2 separate regions of the Mus musculus genome follow, and region 1 is linked to region 2. The links are chromatin contacts, called in public HiCAR-type maps. All regions are on one chromosome and are shown on one strand. The core of a region is the stretch at or near the end of the contact, and the rest is flanking DNA. Distances in the headings are between cores, read along the strand shown. Region 1 has its middle 25 kb from the start of Gm46348. Region 2 overlaps Immp2l (IMP2 inner mitochondrial membrane peptidase-like (S. cerevisiae)).

Region 1 (5,082 bases), core at 868-3,367, 460 kb before region 2:
TAGTTCCAACTGGATAGATTTTATAACCAAATGAAGCTTTCCTGTAGTGAGAATAGGTGGAATCTAATTGAGTTACTGGCCAGAGTTCTCCCATGGGAATCCCTAAACAGCCCAAGCTGTTGCCAAGGCCATTGTTGTATCTCCACAAACTGATGACAAGGCCCCATTACTGAAAACAACACCTACACAACTCATTGAAAATGGAGAAGTCCAACTTGTGCTTACGTAAAGCCTTCCTCACTGGGCTGATGTCCATGGTAGCAGAAGATACTCTGCATGGTACTAAAGGAGAAATGTAAACACCAACCCATCTGCACACTCAGACTCTTTAATCCACAATGGTGTCTTGCCTGGAAGATATGCTAGTGCAACTGTAGCATAGCTTGAGGGAATAAGCAACCAATACGTGCTTTGACCTAAGGCCCACTGCATGAGAAAGAACCTATACCCTACGCTGCCTGGTTGGCCAAAGAACTGAGATTAAATACCCCAGGGACCTAGGGTAAAACCAAATACAACTGTTCTACTCAAGGAAAATAGCAATAAACTCCTAATAGACTCCTAATGACATTGTGCTATACTCATAGATCGGTGTCTTTTTCAGTCATCATCAGAGAAGATTCCTCATACAGCAAATGAGAACAAATGCAGAGACCCACAGTCAAACCATATGCAGAGAGTGACAGACCTTGGAGCATTTGGTCTTGAATGAGATGTTCCTATCAAATCCCTTCCCTTAGATTTTAGCTCAGAGAATGCTTTGGAAGGGTTGATACAATATGGGCATTTTGAACACAACAGGACCTACACACATATGAATTCACAGAGAAAGAGGTAGCATGCACAGGGCCTGAACAGGTCTGCACCAGATGGGGTTTTTAATTTTCTCCAAAGGAGTCTCACTGAGAAAGAAAAAAAAAAAGACTAAAGACTACTCTTAAGGATAGGCTACGTACCCAGCAGTTGACGGCCAATGGAAAACAAAGCCAATGGCAGCTTTGAAAATTCATTGCCTCAGAATGTCATATCAGGGCTGTTTCTTTCTCTCTTTCTTTTAAAGATTTTGTCATTTTTTTATCTTATTTTATTTTTTAGCTTACAAGTACTTTGTGTATATATTAGGGCTTCTGGTTTTGTGTTTGTATGAGATCCTTGAGCATGCTAATGAGAGGGTCTCTGCATCTGTATTTGTCTCTTGTGCTTTAGGGGGGCTCTTTTCCTTCTGGGTTTTTTTTTTTTTTTGGTTTGGTTTGGTTTTTTTCTTATTCTGATGTGTTTGTTTTTGTTTTTATTTTATTTTGTTTTGTTTTGTTTTGTTTTGCTACTATACCTTTGAAGCATATTAGATTTCCAATGAGTGAGAAAGAGGATGGATCCAGATGGAAAGGGAGGTGGGGAGGAACTGGGAGGTGTAATGGGGGGGGGGGAAGTGGTAATCAGGATATATGATATAAAGGAATATATTTATAATAAAAGAAAAATATTCAAAGCCTCTCAACTGTGGGCACCCATAAAAACCAAAATCAAATGAAATACTTTCTTCAAGTTCCTTACTGGCTTGCTCCCCATGGCTTGCTTAGCTTGCTTTTTTATGAACCCAAGACCAACAACCCAAGGATTGCACCACCCACAAAGGGCCAGGCCCTCCCACATCGATGACTAATTAAGAAAATGGCCTACAGGCTTTTCTCCACTCTGATTGTATGAGGACATTTTCTCAGTTGAGGCTCTTTCCTCTCTAATAACTCTAGATTTTATCAAGTTGATGCAATACTAGCCAGCACACAAAGTGACATCAAAAACTTCAAATTCTCTCAATTTGCCTTCTTCTAGTACTGTAAGAACTCTGAGAAAACTGGTTCACAGTTTTGATGGTACAGGATATATTTCAATCAGCAACAACAGCATAGTGAACAGTGAGGCCTGGCCAGACTGGAGGCCTGAGGAGGGAGAGAATGCAGAGAAGGTGATGATAGAACATAGCAAGAGAGGAGAGAGGAGCACAGGAGCCCAACTGTGCTGGAAAGGGGACGTTGTAAGCTACAGCTTGTTGCTTTCTGGGCAGACTCAAGGTTAGACTAGTGGTGCACATGCCCATTGTCTCCTCCCCTCCCCCAACCACCAAGGCAGGGGGCAGGAAGTTGTGTCACTGGCTTTTCTTGTTCCAAGCATGCAGGATATGCAAGGCTCAGTTTGACTCCTTTCAAAATGAAGATGGTCTATAGGATCTGGGGGAAGAGGGTGCTGGGATCAGCCTATGTATGCTGCCTCATTGGTGGTCCAGTCTCTTGAGAATTTCTAGAAGACTGCTGGTCTTCTAAGGGGTCACCTTCCCCTTCATCTCCTCAATCCTTTCCTTATTTCCTCCATAGGGGTCCCCAACTTCACTCCAATGGTTGGGAATAAGAACCTGCATCTGTCTGTCAGCTGCTGGTTGGGCCTCTCAAAGGACAGCCATGCTAGGCTCCTGTCTTAAACACATCATAGCCTCAGTAACAGTGTCAGGCTTTGGTGCACAATCCCACCCTCTGTGAGATGGATCCCAAGTTGGATCAGTCACTGGAAAAATCTCTTCTCCATTTTTGTCCTTATAGTTCTTTTAGATGAACAATTCTTAGAGATTTTGACCGTGGGTTGGTAACCATGTCCTTCCACTTGGGGCCCTGTTTATCTACTAGAGGTGAAATCGTCTTCCCTATCTCCACTGCTGGGATATTTTGGGTCATCCCCATTGAATGCTGAAAGTCTCTCACCTCCCAGGTTTCTAGGGGCTTCCCCTGCCTCCCACCTCTAGAAGCTGCATATGTCTATTTATTGTCCTCATTCTCTGGGTTTCTCTCCTGCTCCCTTACCCCCAACCCCAATACCTGGTGAAAAGGTCAACTCAGGAACTTTGGGAAGGCCATGAAACACTTGCCTCTCTGGGAGAGAGAGCCTAGTTAACATTTCTCAGACCACAGGGCAGGAACCAACCTGCTTGCGGATGGGGACACTTCCACAGGATGGACCGTTGCTCACCTTCAGACAAGGGAAGTCTTTGTCACCTCATTCCCTAAAAACCAATCAGTTTAAAGGGTGCACTGTTCAGCCAATCATATTGTGCCTAGTTGCTAATGCTCTATTCTGCCCCTGGAAACCGTATAAAAACTCGCTGAACAGGTACTGATGGTCGCCACCTCTCCTTCGGGTCTGGGACTACCACAGTGCATTGGAACAATATATTTCTCTTGCTTTTTGCATCAATCCTGGCTCCATGTGGTTCACTCAGGGGGTCCCCGGTAAGCTAAGGCTCACCAGAGTCTTAACCAGTACATATATGGCAAAGGACTGCCTGTTCAGGCCTCAGTAGGAGAAGATGTGTCTAATCCTCTGGAGACTTAAGGACCGGGAAAGGAAGATAGGGGGAGGGAAGCACCCTCCCAGAGGCAAGGCTGAGGGGGAATGGGGTGAGGAAATGTGTCTATGTGTGTGTGTGGTGGGGGGGGGGGGGTAACCGGAGAGAGGGCAATGTATGGAATGTAAATAAATAATTAACAAAATAAATAAAACGAAAAAAGGAAGGGTTGAAGGAAGGAAAGAGTGGAAATGATATACCTACATTTTAATTTCCAAAACAAACAAACAAAGAAACAGAAAATACTATGTAAGTCCTTAGTGGCAATTTTAATTCTACCACATGTAACACTCAGGTAACAGAAGGAAAGATATATGGTCAAAAGAATTGCTAGTATGGATGGCTTAGGAATATTAAAATTTACAAAAAATAATTTACTATTTATAATACTGCATGCTGTAATAACATACACTTCACTTTAAAAACTAATAAAACACATATAATAAAAATTAAGCATTTGCCTAGGTTTTATGTATATATATGTGTGTGTATAGTAACATATAGCACAAGTATAGAAAATATGATATATTAATTTACTCAGGATATATTTACACAATATACATATCGTGTTATTTCCATAGATTTTTATTATATATACCATATCATTTAAAAGTTTTAAGCAATTTATGTACAACATATGTATAGAAATAGAATTATCATATGCACTATTGTAGGGAAATTTTAAAGATGAAGTCACGTACTTTATAGCATAAACAGATAATTTGCCTCTTCTAATTCTGGTTCCAAAAAGTCACATTTTTAGTCACATTTTACCTACTTTGTCTTCTTTCTCAATAGCTTTAAAAAAAAAAAAAAACAGCAAAAGATAATTTATTACCTGTGATGACCATTTAATTTCTGTAAATTTAATATTTCTAAGTCACTCATACTAGCAATTCTTTTTGACTTTAACTTTAGTCATAAAAAATATCAAACATCCAAAATTAATTCTTGTGGAAGGAAATAATATGTATGCAGTTAACATGACAAAATGTTCATTGTATCTAAACAATGCTAACAGCATACAGGCTGACCTAGTAACAGGTTTAGAAGTATAGTTTTTCTCCTATCCTAACAGAATTCCAATACTTTTGCCAACAGAAATAAATCTAATATTAAGAATTAAAGAAATTATTTGAGAGCCTACAAACTCACTCACTATACTTTAAAAAGGCATATTAAAAATCAAATATTCCCAGCAAAGGTAAAACTAAAGTAGAGATCTGGACAATTCTATATAGCATAAGCATAAGTTGTATGTTATCATAAAGAAACAGAATTTGGCCTCAAACTGGACAAATCTAACTTCAATAATGTGCAAAATTTTCTCAGATCTTTACATTACTACAATCTTTATATGTCCTGTCCTAGTTGGTATTTTAATACAAAAACAATAGATCACATTTTACTAGCCAGTGCTTCTCTTAATGCAGAACATACAGTGTCAAAAAAAAAAATTCTTGCAGGTACTGTCTTGTTGTTGTATCACTATTTGGTTTTCTAAATAAAGATAAGCATATGATGCACCTTAAGTTGGGAGGAACCACAGGGAAAAGTGGTGAGTCCTGACAGCCTCCTAAGCTGGGGTCCGGGGTAAAGTGAGGTTATCGGGCAGACTGGTCACACAAGGCAGCACAGAGTATTCTAGCTGGGCTCAGGAAGATGATACCTAGGAAGGTCCAGCTGCA
Region 2 (4,867 bases), core at 232-2,731:
TCTTCTTCTAGAAATACAATGGTTTAATTGTGAAAAGCAAAGACATTATCATACCATCATTATTCAGCATCTAAATATCAAATTAGCATATGTGGGGATTATATTAAGATGTCTGGTTTTACAAACAGCTGTTTAAGTTTCTGACTTGGGGTGCATTAAACAGGATTCCAGCCCGTTTCTACAACAGCCAACAATCCCCTGTTGCCCTTTATGCTGTGTGGATATGTGCAGGGTGCTTCAGCAGCGCTGTCAGGCAATTTTCAGGGTTTTTTTTTTTTTAAATATAAAATAAGCATGTTTATGTATCTTACTGTGATGTGAGTTTGCTGTCATCTGTAATAAGTGGTCAAATTATATCTTATGCTGAAGAACTGTTTTAAAATAGGTATATTTATGACTTGAGATCAGTGAACATTTCAAGTGTATACTTCTATGTGGAGTTACTGGCAAGTGGAAAGTTTTAAACAACCGTCATCTACAGAAGGAAAAGCCGTGAAGGCACTGCAAAGGACAAACAAGCCACAATCAGGAGGCAACTGTCATCCAACTGTCCACTAGGGCTTACAGATGGAAAGTGACAACCACAAGGAACACTGGAGGGCCCTGTTTTCTGCTGTGCCACAGTAGCCCTTCGGTCTACTGCTCAAGACCAGCAGAATTTACTAGAAATGTCAGTAATTAGCTGTGTGAATAGATTGCTAGACAGCTATGTGAATTTAAAACTATGTCATTTAAACTACGTCAGTACTCACACTGCTTTCTGAAACACCTATCTAGTAAGCCTGTGGGGTTAGGGGTCTGTGTGGGTCATGGCACACTCTCAAAAGTCAGGGGAAAACCTGCCAAAGTCAGTTCTTAACCGTTGGCCCCTGGGATTAAACTTGGGTCATGAGGCTTGGTTGCCAGTGCAATTACCAAATGAGCCATCTTAGGGTCTCATTCTTTGCACCATAACTGACTTTATTATTTAAATTTTTTTCTCCTTAAAGTTGAAACATCCCATAAGTGCTGGGCATGGCCGTGGAACAAATTCCCCTGGGCACTGAGCACTGTTAAATGTTCTTATTTCCCTAGAAGGTCATTCAGTAACACTTTCCTCTTACACCCATAAAAACTAGGAAAAATGTAAAACCAGAACCACTGTTTTGGTACCATTGTCACAAAGCTGCAATCTAACAAAACTGCGTCTTTCACAACCAAAACCATTGTACAATTTTACCTTAACTCAACCACCTGAAGCAAATAAGTTCCTATCCCAAGTAGTTAGAAGTTAATGATTGCTTTTTGCTTCCTATCAGACCTGGCAGCTCTAAGGTGACGTGTCACACACACACACACACACACACACACACACACACAAAAGTTCACCATGTAATCCTTAACACAAAGTTTCCCTTTGCTTCGCTTTATTTCCAGGGAGAGCGATGTTGACATGAGGCTCAAACTGTTTGTCCCCACTCACCACCATGAATGCATAACAGAGGGAAAGCCCCCTACTTTCTCTGAGATGCCTGGGCTTCTCCCGGGCTCTCCCTGTGCCAATTACCAGAGATGTTCATTTACATATAAATAGCTCAGAATTCCACCACAAATGGGCTTGAAACAGGGAATCAAGTCCTTCAGAAAAACAAGGATTAGGTGTATTTCAATTCGATTTTAAGGTGTTTGCAACAAGCATTGATTCAAGTAAATAAAAGAAAAGGAGTCAATTTTTATTATAGAAAGCAACATCTTTTTAAATTACTGAAATTATCCCCATACTGCTCTTAAAGGTTCAGTCAGGGTTCTGTTTGGATTGTGTAGGGAGGAGCCTCTGTGGGCAGGGCAGCCCAGCCCCTGGCCTGGAAAGTTCTGGGTGGGGGCAGGGTTTGCCAGGTAGGTATTAAGGAAGCAGGGAGGATCTGGAGGTCAGGTCTGCTTTGGTGTAAAATGTGCACCTCAGGCCTTAGGCCAGGAGTCTGCAACCAGCTTCTTTTAGCATACTGCTCCTAGTTTGTCAGGAAAAAAAGGTTCGAAGTTACTTATAGAGTTTTGGTATGATGTTTGAAATATATATAGGTAGATACATTCATACATACACACAAACACACACACACACACACACACACACACACACACACACACACCTAGCTAGGGTCTTCTAAAAGCCATAAATAAAACAAGGAATGGTTTGTACCATCTTATGCTCTTATCTTGAGTATAGTGTACTTTAAATCCTGTTTTGGTCTTGAACTCAAGGTCATTATAAGCTGCGTGTAACACTAGCATCTCTCACAGCTAAACTCATCACAAGGTCTCCATTTCATTGTTTGTTCTATAGCTCTTACTGAGCCATTTCAGCTTCCACTACTGTTCCTCAGTTAGATTCCACAGAACACATAAACAAGTCTATGGCAGACAATAAACTGGTGGACAGGACCAGGGAGGACTGTGATATACATAGAGTAAAGGGGGCTAATTTTGTTCCTGAAATTAATATTGGTGGTATTTTATATTTTACAAACTATGCCTCAAGTGTTTTCTCTTTGTAAATCATCACTTATTTTGAATTTCCCTGATTAAAAAGAAAATTCTTAAAAATTGGAATTTTACGGAGTGTTGGAAAAGGGAAGGAAGCAGAGAAAAATAAAAATAGTGGAGAGGGAGGAAAAGGAGAAGGACCGGAGGGCAGGGGTGGGAGAGGAGCAAAAGGAAGAGAGGAGAGGAAAAAGCTAGACCGTGGTATTCTGTGAGTAAAGTCTCCTCTGTGCCTGGCACAGTGAGAAGTTATCAAGCTTGTTTGTTGAAAATAATATGTCTTTGCTTTGTGGATTAAGATCGTTTTTCTACTTGGAGCTTGCTCTGCTGCATAAAAGGCAAACTTAAGATATGTTTGTCCTTTGAGCTCACATGGTCCTGTTTTAAGTAGATTAAGTGCATGTGTGCCAAACACAGCGTGAGTGCTGAACTTCAAGTCTTTACTTCTCCAGTGGCACTTTCTTTGAACTCTACCACACTTGCTCTCTATATTGCTCATTGGCTTATACGCTAAATAAATCAATAAGTGAGACTTTACAATAAAAAAATAAAAGTCTTCATGTTGGCTACTAGATTTTAATGCACTTAATAACTTTCATTTTAAGCAAACATCACAGCAAAGCCAATGGTGAGTTCTGTGTTTGTGCATGGATTGGTATGTGAACATGACAATGCTTAGATGTAGTACATGCACACGAGGAGGCCAAACTAGGACAGTGTGCTCTTCTCTATCACCTCACCTCCATCTCACAGTATGACCAGCATCTTATGTACCAGAAGAAGCTTGCTGATTTGGCTAAGTTGGCTCTTGGGAGCCTGTCCCTGGTCCCCAGTGGTGGGTTACAGACACACATAGGCATGATTGCTGGTGATATGAACTCAGGTCCTCATGTTTACAAAGCAAGCATTCTTACCCAGGGAGCCCTCTATCCAGTCACTGATGAAATTTTTATGCAGTATAAAAACAATGCAGTGATATAATGATCTGTGAAGCTTAGTATTAAATAGGTCAGCAAAAGGAGACGCTGAGAAAACACCACAACCACCCATGTATGGGCTTCCATATTTGAGAAGGAGATGCTCTGAAAAGCACTAATATTGCCAAAATACAAAGCTTCTATTTGGTATTCTCTGATTTGTTTTGATAAGGAAGCTTACATATTAAAGAGGAATAAATGGCATGTATTACATTTAGAATAGGCAAAAAAAATGAACAGAGATGTAAAAACAAAGCTGTAATATAAGCGTATTCTTTACATGTCACTGGAGTCTATAGCTTCTTCGTAGAGAAATCTGCAGTGGGACTAGTTGGTTATGATATACTGTTCATTGATTAAAGCAATACTATCCCCATATTAAAAACCCATCTCTGGGAAAAGAAAACTAGTTAAAAGGTACCAGGAAATAATTTCAGGCCCAAGTATTTTAGAGTATGGACATATGCTTTTCCTAAACTGTTGTAGTCACCAATCTATTGTGATCAAACTGCTCTGCATTTCATGATTTCTCAGGACATTTAAACCCATGACTTTGATTTAGATCAGTAGTCTAATCAATGTCTAGAGATGGTACTGACTTCATAATGTTCAAGAGATGGGTGCCAGCAAGGTCATGCAGAGAATAACAGCAGGGTGGGATCTGGCATCTGCTCCCTCCTAGCTGGAAGCCTGAGATGAGAGGAGGGTGCCTGTGGTTGGCTCTCAAGAGCAGTGAAGTCCTCACAGGAGCTCTCTTCAAGAGACAGGAAAAGGTCAAGGGACTTATTTACATCAGGCTTATCATCCTTCACTGACAGAATGCAGGCCCCTCTCTTCCTCTCTTAGCCAGGCAGGAATTAATTCCTTTCTGAGATGAGTTTTATCTTAGGAACTACACATATATATATATGAAGTTATCTATATGCAGCAGAAAACCAAGCAGCCTGAATGGCCCTATCAATGTCTGGTGTGCCACAAATGACCAAAGAACATTTAAAAAAAAAATTGGTCAGGAAACAAAAGCCATGGGTAAATTTTCAGTCTTCAACTCTGGAAGAAGGTAAAATGTCACTTACACTTAGAATAATATAAGTATTCAGGATATTTGAACTTCCTGCCCACCACTTATCACAATTTTAACCACTACAAATCAGTGTCACATTTCTGAAGGAGAGAACATGATATTCTTGATTTAAAAACCAAAAACCAAAAGCCTCACTGTTAATCAAACATAAGAACTTTAAAAATTATTGACAGCATAAGTGCTCTCTGGCAGGATTTCAGGCTGATACAGTGGCATTGTAAAGAGGGAACAGAAAGGCAGACACTTTAAGAGTGACAGACTCAGAAGCCACACACAGCTCCAAACACCC

Evidence for each region. HiCAR-type assays count read pairs that join an accessible place to other places.
Region 1: a HiCAR-type map of embryonic stem cells shows a contact between it and region 2, with 5 times the contacts expected there. The contact joins two enhancer-like sites. A contact is called at or near these places in 1 of 484 Hi-C or Micro-C datasets (embryonic stem cells) and 2 of 115 datasets of contacts at active chromatin or transcription factors (both in embryonic stem cells).

The regions. Positions count from the first base shown.
Region 1 is chr12:42,014,781-42,019,862 of GRCm38.p6, reverse strand. No RefSeq gene overlaps it. Among named protein-coding and RNA genes, the nearest start is that of Gm46348, 25 kb to the right of the region's middle. Within about 2 kb of position 2,117, at least 8 of the 459 cell types and tissues checked have an H3K27ac peak or open chromatin away from gene starts, as enhancers often do. A contact at or near this core is called in embryonic stem cells, where this site is marked.
Region 2 is chr12:41,556,100-41,560,966 of GRCm38.p6, reverse strand. All of the region lies in intron 4 of Immp2l (IMP2 inner mitochondrial membrane peptidase-like (S. cerevisiae)), which reads right to left. Among named protein-coding and RNA genes, the nearest start is that of Gm40412, 49 kb to the left of the region's middle. Within about 2 kb of position 1,481, at least 25 of the 459 cell types and tissues checked have an H3K27ac peak or open chromatin away from gene starts, as enhancers often do. A contact at or near this core is called in embryonic stem cells, where this site is marked.